Regions from separate parts of the Ovis aries genome. Here region 2 is linked to region 1. Evidence: chromatin contacts called from public Hi-C data. All regions are on one chromosome and are shown on one strand. Each heading gives the region's core, a stretch centred on a gene start, on an enhancer-like site or on the middle of the called end of the contact. The rest is flanking DNA. Distances are from core to core; before and after follow the strand shown. Region 1 overlaps LOC106991099 (a long non-coding RNA gene). Region 2 overlaps LOC106991099 (a long non-coding RNA gene).

Region 1 (5,172 bases), core at 789-3,288:
GAGTAAGCTATATTTACACAACTCTGAGAATTAGCAGTATTTGCGCGTTATAAATGAGGGAACTAGGCTGCCCCAGTGGCTCAGATGGTAAAGAATCCACGTACAATGCAGGAGACCTGGGTTCAGTGCCTGAGTTGGGAAGCTCCCCTGGAGGAGAGCATGGCAGTCCACTCCAGTATTCTTGCCTGGAGAACTCCAGAGACAGGAGCCTGGTGGACTGCAGTGCATGGGCTCTCAAAGAGTCGGACACGACCGAGCAACTAAGCACACAGCACAAAGTTTAAAGGGTTAAACAGCTTGTCCAAGCTGCGTGACAAGTGTCAGTGGGAAAATCTGAATCCTGGTGTTTTTGATCTCCACGCTTATACTTTTGTCTCTCTGTTCCCAGTTTCAATGGACCATTAAATGGGAGGTTGCTCGATGGCACTTGAGATGGAAAAGCCAGAACAGCAGTACTCACTCAGATGAGCTAATGCTCACGAGGAAAGGCCAAGACAAGGAACAGATACTGGTAGACTGATTCTGGGCAGGGACTGACCAGGACCAGCTTCTAACACCTTCAAGGTTCAAGAGAACGACCTAAGACCACGGGGCCTCTGTGGCAGAGGGCTGTCAGTGGAAAGTGTAGGCTGACCTGACCCCCTCCCCCCATTCTAGGAAAGCAGCAGGAATCCCAAGAGTGAAGTAAGCTGTGCCCTTGGTGATGGGCTGGGGACCAGCCTCAGCCTTGTGCTTAGATGAGAGCAGCTGGTAGGAGGCACCATCCTCCTGCGCTATGAGAGGCAGAGGGTGGAGATGTCAGTGGAAAATGCCTCTGGCACACTTACATTCTCATGGTTGAAAACCTTGGTACCAACTTATATGGTCTTCTTGACTAAATTCTTTTCGTGCTCTGGTGTCCCCACCCACAGATGATGCCCACACGTCTAAGTCTTATGAGGCTGCAGGCACTGGGCACAGAGTGCTCCCAAGGTCCTCAGAGGAGTGACCTCCAGGGTGGGAGAAGCATCTTCAGAATGAGGCTTTATCTCCAGCTCTTGCAGGAAGAGGTTGGCTGAAGCACTTCCCAGCACCTAAAATGAACTACTCGAAACACTTCTCCCAGATACTGGAAAGCCCCCAGTTAACAGTCTGCATATCTCCGTTAACCATCACAAAGGGAAAGAGCTCCTCTCTGACTTGGGTCCTGTCCTCGTGTTTATGAGCAGGCAATTTCGGAAGCCGCTATCACACATGGTATTTAACTGTCCCAGAAACGTGTGTGACTCCGTGGTGGCCAGAATTTGGTGTTCACCCTGATAAATCTTCCCACGTGTTCTCCATTTCCATGACTTCTTTTTAGATTGGCTTTTCTGTTGTAAGCACAACAGAAAATATCTCTATATTTCACTTAAAATATCTATAATTCATCTATATCTCTATACCTATTGCTTTCTCTCAACTGTTTCTCTTACTGGTCAAGATCCTTTTGGATTCAACCCCGACTCTGAAGGATCTTCCTGACATAGTGTGTCCCTGTTCTGAGGGCACCATGAGGCACCTGAGCACAGTCCCTCCCCCTCAGAAGCACTGGGCCGAAAGGTTGCTCCCAGGAACCAGGTTCTGACCCATCCTCTGATGAGCCAGCTGCTCTCTGCCTCCACTGTGTTGACATTCCTCCTCTAAGGGGTTGTAGCCATTAACTTAAGACATGTCATGAGGCGGTCACTTGCCAAGACAGACTTTCTGGCATGGCCTGCTGAGTCACTCAGCCTCCCACTGGCTGAAACGTGAAGGCTTGAGAGCCGGGTCCTCCCTAGGTGAACTCTCCTGGAAGCTGCTCTGAAGCCCCCTGGGGAGTCTGGCAGGTCCCACGTGCAGACTCAAGCCTTACCTCAAACCACCAGATTTTAGGAACCTGGGCTCCCACTCCTCCTGTGATGTGGTGGAAGGAGCATTCCACCCCTCAAGTTAGACCCCAAAGGGCACAGTGTCCCTGGAACCTGTTCTGGGTTGTCTGCCTGCTTCCCAAGCAGGGAAGAGGTCAAATGTGCAGACCCGTGCTGCCCTCTGCTGGCCCTCTGGAGTCTGTGCCGCTGCAGCCCACAGTGGCAGAAATCAGTTCTGAAAACGTTAACAGAAGCTCTTGCTGGGAGAATCCCATGGACAGAGAAGCCTAGTAGGTTACAGTCCACGGAGTCGCAAGGAGTCGGACACGACTGAGCGACTTCACCTCAACTCACCTCACCTCACCTGTGCAGGCTGCTTGCTTGTCCTTCTTCGTGATTAGAGGTAGAGGGTCACTACAGTGTTTTATTTCATAAGACATCTACCTGAACACACCTTGATGGGCGGCGAAATGCACAGCCCTGCGTCTGCGGACAGTCTCCTTAGCATCGGCCACACCAACTCCACACACAGAGAGGTGGTGTGTGCCACTGGGGTGGACAGAACCCTCTCAAACTGCATGTCTTAATTAAGCAGGATGCAGAAGGTGCTCCTTACTCCCCGTCTTCCTCTGTGGCTCTGGGATGTTCCCTAAGGGCTCATAGTGTCATTTAAATTCTAGGTGCTGCTGTTCTGAACAAACGCTCCCTGAGGATTTCCGTGCCTGGAACTTCTCCTCAACAGACTGCTGTGACACCTAATGTAAGTAGAGGCTCTTGCTCCTAAATCAGTCTCAAGGGAGCTTTGTACTATTTTGTTCCTGGAGGATCCCCCCCAGTAAAGTTTTTTAAATGGTCATCAGTGTTCCTTCTCTGTTTCTTTTCTCTGAAACACTCAACTTCCGATTTACTATCAGAAAAAGACTATGACATGAACGCCTGCTTAGAAGCAAGGATATGGGATCCCATATTCGGGTCTCAGAATGGGAAGAGGAGAAGGCAGAAAATATTGAAGCTGCTCACCCCAGGCAGTTCAATTGGAGATGCCATTCGTAGGTCCAAGGGCATCTTTTCAGGGTTTAGTACTCACCAGACTCCTGTGCAGAGTGACTGAGGAAATGTGCCCCATACAGCTCAGGGGTGAGCCCCCATGCTGTGGGGGCCCTTCTGTTTGGCAGCCGGGGCTGATCTCATAGCCATGTCTCTGCTTATAACATGCGGAAGGAAAACCTGTCCCTTGTTTATCATCGTCACCATCCCTTACTGAATGTGTACACGTGCCATTTCTAGTTCTGCTTGCTTCTCCTCGGGCTGCACCCTCACATCGGCCTTCCGTGGTGTGGGTCCTCATAGTACACAGGTGTGATTTCCCAGATGGGGAGACCAAGGCATGGAGAGTCAAGTAACTTCCCCCAGGTTGTGCAGGGAGTGAGTTTCGGCTCCACAAGGCTGCGCTGCACCAGCCCACCAAATGCCCCACAGAAACAGGCAGCTTTGGAGGATGAGCAGTGGGGCTGATCTGGAGACAAGTGTTTCAGCGCTGCCATAACCCCCTGTGGGAAGGGGCTGCTGGACTTAAAAAAGCCTGGAGCTTCCTTAAGATTAGTGGGAGAACAAAGCTTTAGAGAAGACCTAACAAGTTTAAGGTCACACTGCAAGTCAGAGTGTAGCTGAGGGCCCTGGGCCAACCTACCAATTTCTGAGTATTCGCCTTCCTCTTTGTCGTCAGGTGCCACTTCTGGTAATAGGGCCAAGGCTGGTTCCAGTGATGTGTGTATGTGCCTACTGGTGAGGACCTGCAGCACAGAGCCAGTTTGTGTTCAGAGACCCACACGGCCATGTGAAGATTGGCTGCTACAGTATCCGAGCAGCAAAGAAGGATGACTAAGAGCCTGGGCCTGGAATCAAGCAAGGGAGTCTGATCCCTCGTCTTGTCAGTCCTAAGCTTTTTGACCAGAGCGAGTCCTGCACCCTCACTAAATCTCTGTTCTTGTACCTGGAAACTGGAAATAATTCCACAGCCTTGTAGGCGGATGAACATGCGAAAATGCGTAGAAAGCATGTAGCACCGTGTTTGGCCCAGAGTAAGTCTTCCAAAAGTGGAAGCTATTATCCAGAGAACCTTTCCATCCACTTTTCAGTTCATGTTGGCCTTCCCCCTACAAAGGCACTACAGTGTCCCAACCCATCTAAGAAAACAACGTTTGAGTGCAGTGCTTTAAAAATTACAGATGTTTCCTCATACTGAAATCCTGATGCCTTTAAGAACCACTGCAGGACCGGAATCTGTAACTCCATTCTCTAGATCGGCATAAGAAGGCCCAGCAAAATTAAATGATGGCCCAAGATCCCACAGCTAGTCGATAGCACAGCCCAGCGCCAGATTCTGTGACTCTTATTCATCCATTTCCTGTAAGAAAATACTCATTAAAGGCACGTAAGTCAATAGAAAACCACCTCCCACCGTAGGATCCAGCACCTTCCAACCGATAAAAGAGTTGTAACTTTAGTCCTAAATATTCAGGCCAGGACTCTCATATGCTGACGTCTGTTAACATTTTGAAGCTACCTTCTCAAAGAAGTGTCATAGTCAGATACCATCTCCTTGTGAAATCCTCAGGCCCCAAGGGACATTATCTTAATCTGGTTAGCTCGTGCAAGAACCAACTAGCATTTCACTTCGAGGAAGACAACATGTTTCCGCTGTTCTGCTTTTGCCACACAGGAGTTACCGGTGTGGCTCCCCGGTTCACATTTCTGGCTCTAACTTTCCTATCAGATCTGGAAGAAAAAATACAGAGAAGGGCAACCTGTTCAAAAACAGTATGAAGGTAAAGAATCGCAGGTGGGATTTTGAAACAGAAACACATCCTTGTGGCCCCTGGGCTGAGAGACACTAAGGAAGGATTTTGTTCTTGAAAGGTGGTTACTTGGCTCCTAGAGATGGAGAGTTTAACAGTGTTAAGTGTGTATCCTGTGTGGAAGAAAGATTTGTTAAAAAAAAAAATAACATTCTTTTCAAATGATGCAATACCTTGGCACTGTCAAGGGGTCAAATAGAAACACCCTGAGTTACAGAAACTCAGCCCTGCCCTCTCCTGGCCTGGAAATACAGAACAATCAGATGGATTGTTGGAGGTGGGAGGATGGGGAGGAGTGGAAACATGTTGATGTTTACTGAGCAAAGTCTTTCTCTGCAGTTGACTGTCACTGAAACACTCATCAAAGTAAGCAGATACCACGCGCTGTCGTCTTGTTTTCCTGGAAAGAGAATGAACAAGTGCCTGTTAACTTATCAACTTTGTTT
Region 2 (5,172 bases), core at 1,179-3,678, 170 kb before region 1:
TCTAAAACCTTTTAGTTGCATGAAACAGACATCTGGATGTTTGATGCTGATCACATCCTCAGTGGACAGCACTGCCCATCAGTATATAGCCCTCCTTTCAGACCTATTGGTCTTTTCTTGGGTAGCTGGAGGGTCTCTGCTGCCACCCAGAGTGGCCATGGGACTCAGGGTCTGGCTGAAAGCGGAGCGACGTTTGTGTGTGGCCAGGACTGCTCATCAGCAAAAGCTGTGTTAAGTGTACCTAATAAGCTCGCAGTACTCTCAGTCCAATCAGAAGATCAGAGAACCTTTGATTTGGGAAATTTACTTGAGTCTTTTGACAGATGGAAGCATGGAGTTATCTTTTATAGTGAATAGTCAATGGAAGCAGAGTGGGTAAATAAAGTTGCTAGGGTGAAATAAATTGCATAGAAGATATGGACAGAGATTAATTAAAATTTTGTTTGCAGCAAAAATAAAACAGAAGAAACTCTTGACAGTAGCTTCTCAGAGACTTATAGAAAGTAATGTTGGAGACATAAGCATAAATGTTCCAGTGACTTAGCTTCTCGGATATTTTGTTTACTTCCTGGTATTTTGTTTAGACCTGGTATGCTTGTGAGTAGTGTCTAAGATGTTCTTTGGAGGGATGCCATAATTATCAATACCTTATATATGTATAGAAGAAAACCTGGAGTACAGAGTGAACCTAACTTGTTTTCACAGAAAATTTGGTGCAGAAACTGTCATTCTCGACGGCCAGCACTAGGAGGCCACAGAGACCGTGATTCTGAAGGACTCAGGTTATGTATGCTTCATTCCTGTTGGAGCTGAAAGAGAGACCTAGCGTAAAAAGCCCAGTGGAGGATTAGATAAACAAGATAGTCATCCTAGTTTTCATCAGGCAGGAATAAATGAGTTGAAAGTATGCAACGCTACTTCTTTATATGCTTGTGACATTGTAAATAAAATAAGCAAAGTGTATATTCTTACAAATGAACTTTTTAAAATTGTACTTCTGGTTTTTAGTTTGGATCCAGCCCCTGCCCACCTTTGTCTTGGAGGATTTCAGTAGCTTCCTAATTGACCATAACCTTTTTTCCCCTTTTCTTCCAGTCCATTCTATTTATGGAAAACTAGAGTTTTTATCAGAAATAGTTTCAATCACATGTGTCCTCTGACTAGAAACCTTCGGTAGTTTCAAATAGTGTTTCAAATCCAAGTCTGTCTGTTCATTCACTCATTCAACAGATGTGTCTTGAGTGCCTTTATACAGTAGTACAGACACTCGGGGGTTCTGCTCTCATGGGCTTTGTATTTGCTGTGCATTTTTTCAGGATTCTCCATAGTGGCTCTCTTACAGCTAAAGAGACACACCTAATCACCCCTAAAGTTTTACGCTTGTGCCTTTAAACATTATCACCCTCTCCATCATTTCATAATTCTCTTCTTTCAGAGCTGCCTCTGGTATTTCAAATTCTAATCTCTGTTATTCTGTAGTCTCCCAACCTTTGTGGCACTTCATTCACACTATATTAATTTCACTTATTTTTAGCTTTTCTCTACTAAAATAAAAAAATTTCAATACATGTGTGCTGTTGGTTAGGGATAAGGTGGTCTTTTATTTCTTTGCATTTCCGGTTTAATGCTAAATACAGTATTCTCAAAAGGGAAATATTAACCTTAATGACTATAGCACATTCTACTGGCAGCTTCCCCCCTGACCTTTCACCAGGCCTTTTCCAACAGAATCCCAGTTTTCTTTTCTAACAGAACATTCTTGTCTGCATATGCTTTGGGAGGAGGTAGGCTGAGACCCCAGCCTCCAGCCTCATGAAGCTTCCATCCTTGCCAGTTGATTAGTTTGAGCCAGGAGCATGTGACCCAGTTCTGGCCCCTGAGACAGAAGTGGGGCAGTGTCTAGAGAAAGGTTTTCTTTCCTGAGGAAAAAGGGTTGCAAGGCAGTGCTGCCTCCTGTGGGTGGAGCGCGAAAGAAGCTAGTCCAAGCACCAGTCGCCACACCAAGGATGGTAGAGGAGAAAAAAGCTCGTGGGACTTGTGCCCTGGTTAGCAAGACTGAGGCACCCATTTTGGGGATTTCTTCCGTGAGGATAATGAAGCTTGGCTGTCTAGGGATTTTCCCTTACTTGCAGACAGGCTAACTCTTCCCCCTCCAGTCTCAGTTTAGATTCTCCAATGTCTCAGAGCTCCTCTTACATCTCCTGTCAAGAACTTGGTGTATCACGTGGTGATGGAGCATTGTTGGTACCATGGTTGACCACGTACTCCGAACTTACTCTTATTCATGGTTATGTCCTTAGGAACTAGCCTGGTGACTGATAAGTTTTTAATATCTATATTTGTTCATGTTATCTTGAAAGTAGACATGGGGTTTCTGAGGCCAGGACAGATTATTACTGACGTCAGTAACCTTAGACAAGAGACTCTGAGTCTGTAACTCTGGAATGTCTCCATGACCCCAGTTTCATCATCCTTCTGAAATGTAAACACATACGTCAGGGGAAACCAATCTTTTACTATCTCTTCAGTCTTTTTTTTTTTTTTTAAGTTTTAAGCCTTGTCCTTTAACCCAGGTCTCAGTAAATTTTCCCAGAAAGCTCTAACTGTACAGAAGTACAAAAATACTCCCTTCCTGACAGTGATAGAGTAAGTGCTCAATAAACTTATTTGTCAAACATTGAATAATTTAAAAGAATAAATTCAACTCAGTGATCTCAACTGTAGTGGGGACTGGGGGCTTTAGTGGTGGGATGTTGGAAAAGGTAGGAATCATCTGGGGGAAGTTTTTCTCAACAATATACTTGCCACCCCCAGTTTCTGACCTGTTCCTGTGACTGTCATATTCCTTAATAACATTTGATTTTTTGTGGTCAAAAGGTGAGATCCCGGACACAACCTGCCCTCTGTGAAGCCTTCCTGCTAAAGTCGGTAAATGGAACCGTTTGTCTTGACACCTGATCCAAGGCTGCTGTGTCAGTGTTTGTTCCAAATGATTCTTCTTATTTTGTATGTTTTTACATTCATTTGGTGGGACTTCTTAAAGGGTGTTTCTTATTTTTTTAATTGATAGCTTGCCCTTTTTTTCAGAGAGAGTTTCAGAGTTGAGGCAACTCTGCAGCAAACATACAGAAAGTAAAAGCATATAAACAAAATCAGAACTAAGAAAAAGGTTAGAAACATATTGCTTGATTCAAACTCAGATTTGGTTCTTTCTTTTGAGGTATAGTCGACAGATACTAATTTCAGGTGTACAACGTAATGATTCAATATTTGTATATATTGGGAAGTGATCACATGATTAGATAATATCTGTCAACATATATATATTTACAGTTTTTTTTCTTGTGATGAGAACTTTTAAGATCAACTCTCTTAGCAATTTTCAGATATGCAATGCAGTATTGTTAGCGATGGTTGTCTGCTATACACTCCATCCCCAGGGCTTTCATAACTGGAAAGTTTGCACCTTTTGGCTTTCTTTACTCGTTTTGCCCACCCATCCACCCCCACCCCACCCCCCCACCTCTGGCAGCCACCAATCTGTTCTCTGTACTGTGAGCTTGGTGTTTGCTGTTGCCTTTTTTTTAGATTCCACATATAAGTGCAGTCACACAGTATTTGTTTCACTCTGTCTCACTTCACTTGTTTCACTGGTCACAGTGCCCTCGAGGTCCATCCATGTTGTCAAAAATGGCAAAATTTCATTCTTTTTTATGACTAAATAAAATTACACTGTGTATATGCTACATTTTCTCTATTTATTTGTGATTATATACTTAGTTTGTTTTCATGTCTTGGCTGTTATAAATAATACTGCAGTGAACACAGGAATGTTCACTTTCCAAGTTGGCATTTTCATTTTTCTTTCAGGTAAGTACCCAGGGGTTATGTTTCATTGCTGCCTGCTGAAAAATGGCAGATATCAGCAGTTATGTTCCTGGTTCTCAACATTCTGAGTCACAGGCCCCTTTGATGAAATTTGTGGCTTCTTTTCTGAGAAGAGTGAACACACACACAAACTCAATTTTGATATAATTTCAGGCCCATCCTCCCCCCATGGAATCTTTTGTTATTAGAGAAGATGAACTATACCCATTTCTTAAAAAGGAAGAAAATATTCTTAGTATTTACTAGGTTCTAAAAAATTTGTTTCTGTAATATATTTCAAACATACAGAAAAATTGAAAGTAAAAATAAATTATCAAATACTATACATTTTAAAATATTTGTTTAAATATTATCAGTTTTAAAATATTTTTTTTTAAGTAATAAAATATCACAGGGAAAATAGAAACTTCCTGTTTAGCATTTTTGGCCCCGTTCTCCTTTCTTCCTCCTTACTAGTTTGAAACCTCTGTCTTGAATTTAGTGTTTACTACTCCACACAAGAGTATTTTATGCTGTTACTGCCTTTGTATACAACTGTATACATACATATTCATACATACATATGTATGGGGTTTCCCAGGTGGCTCAATGGGTAAAGAATCCGCTTGTAATGCAGGAGACTCAGATGTGGGTTCAATCCTTGTGTTGGGACGATGCCCTAGAGGAAGGCATAGCAACCTACTCTAGTATTCTTGCCTAGAGAATCCCTCGGGCGGAGGACAGTCAGTAGGGTCACAAAGAGTGAGACACGACTGAAGTGACTGAGCATGCATGCATACATTGAATATATAAATATGTACACACACACATATATGTATATAGTATTACTTACATGATTTCAAACATTTTTTTCTTAGTTGTGCTGAAAAACACATGAGATCTTCCGTCTTAAAATTTTAAGTGTGTGGTACGTTATTATTAACTCTACACACAGTGCTGGGCAGCAGAGCTCTAGAACTTCTTCATCTTGCATGATTGAGCCTCTGAACAGCACCTCCATTTCCCGTTCCCCTCCAGTCTGTGGCAGCCACTCTTCCACTTCCTACTTCTATGAATTTGACTACTTTAGCTACCTTATTCAGAGAAGGCAATGGCAAGCCCCTCTAGTACTCTTGCCTGGAAAATCCCATGGACAGAGGAGCCTGGAAGGTTGCAGTCCATGGGGTTGCTATGAGTCGGATACAACTGAGCGACTTCACTTTCACTTTTAACTTTCACACATTGAAGAAGGAAAAGGCAACCCACTCCCGTGTTCTTGCCTGGAGAATCCCAGGGACGGGGGAG

What was found. A called contact is a pair of places that touch in the nucleus more often than the background predicts.
Region 2: a contact with region 1 is called in a Hi-C map of liver, with 4 times the contacts expected there. The contact joins two enhancer-like sites. A contact is called at or near these places in 4 of 16 Hi-C or Micro-C datasets (liver, mesenteric adipose tissue, skin fibroblasts and 1 more).

The regions. Positions count from the first base shown.
Region 1 is chr4:96,294,162-96,299,333 of ARS-UI_Ramb_v3.0, reverse strand. It overlaps LOC106991099 (a long non-coding RNA gene), which reads left to right. Exons shown (of 12, transcript XR_009600443.1): 10 at 2,549-2,628; 11 at 3,595-5,172. Among named protein-coding and RNA genes, the nearest start is that of MIR29A, 5.6 kb to the right of the region's middle. Within about 2 kb of position 2,038, at least 12 of the 54 cell types and tissues checked have an H3K27ac peak or open chromatin away from gene starts, as enhancers often do. A contact at or near this core is called in liver, where this site is marked.
Region 2 is chr4:96,467,282-96,472,453 of ARS-UI_Ramb_v3.0, reverse strand. The region is part of intron 2 of LOC106991099 (a long non-coding RNA gene); the gene reads left to right. Among named protein-coding and RNA genes, the nearest start is that of MKLN1, 42 kb to the left of the region's middle. Within about 2 kb of position 2,428, at least 8 of the 54 cell types and tissues checked have an H3K27ac peak or open chromatin away from gene starts, as enhancers often do. A contact at or near this core is called in liver, where this site is marked.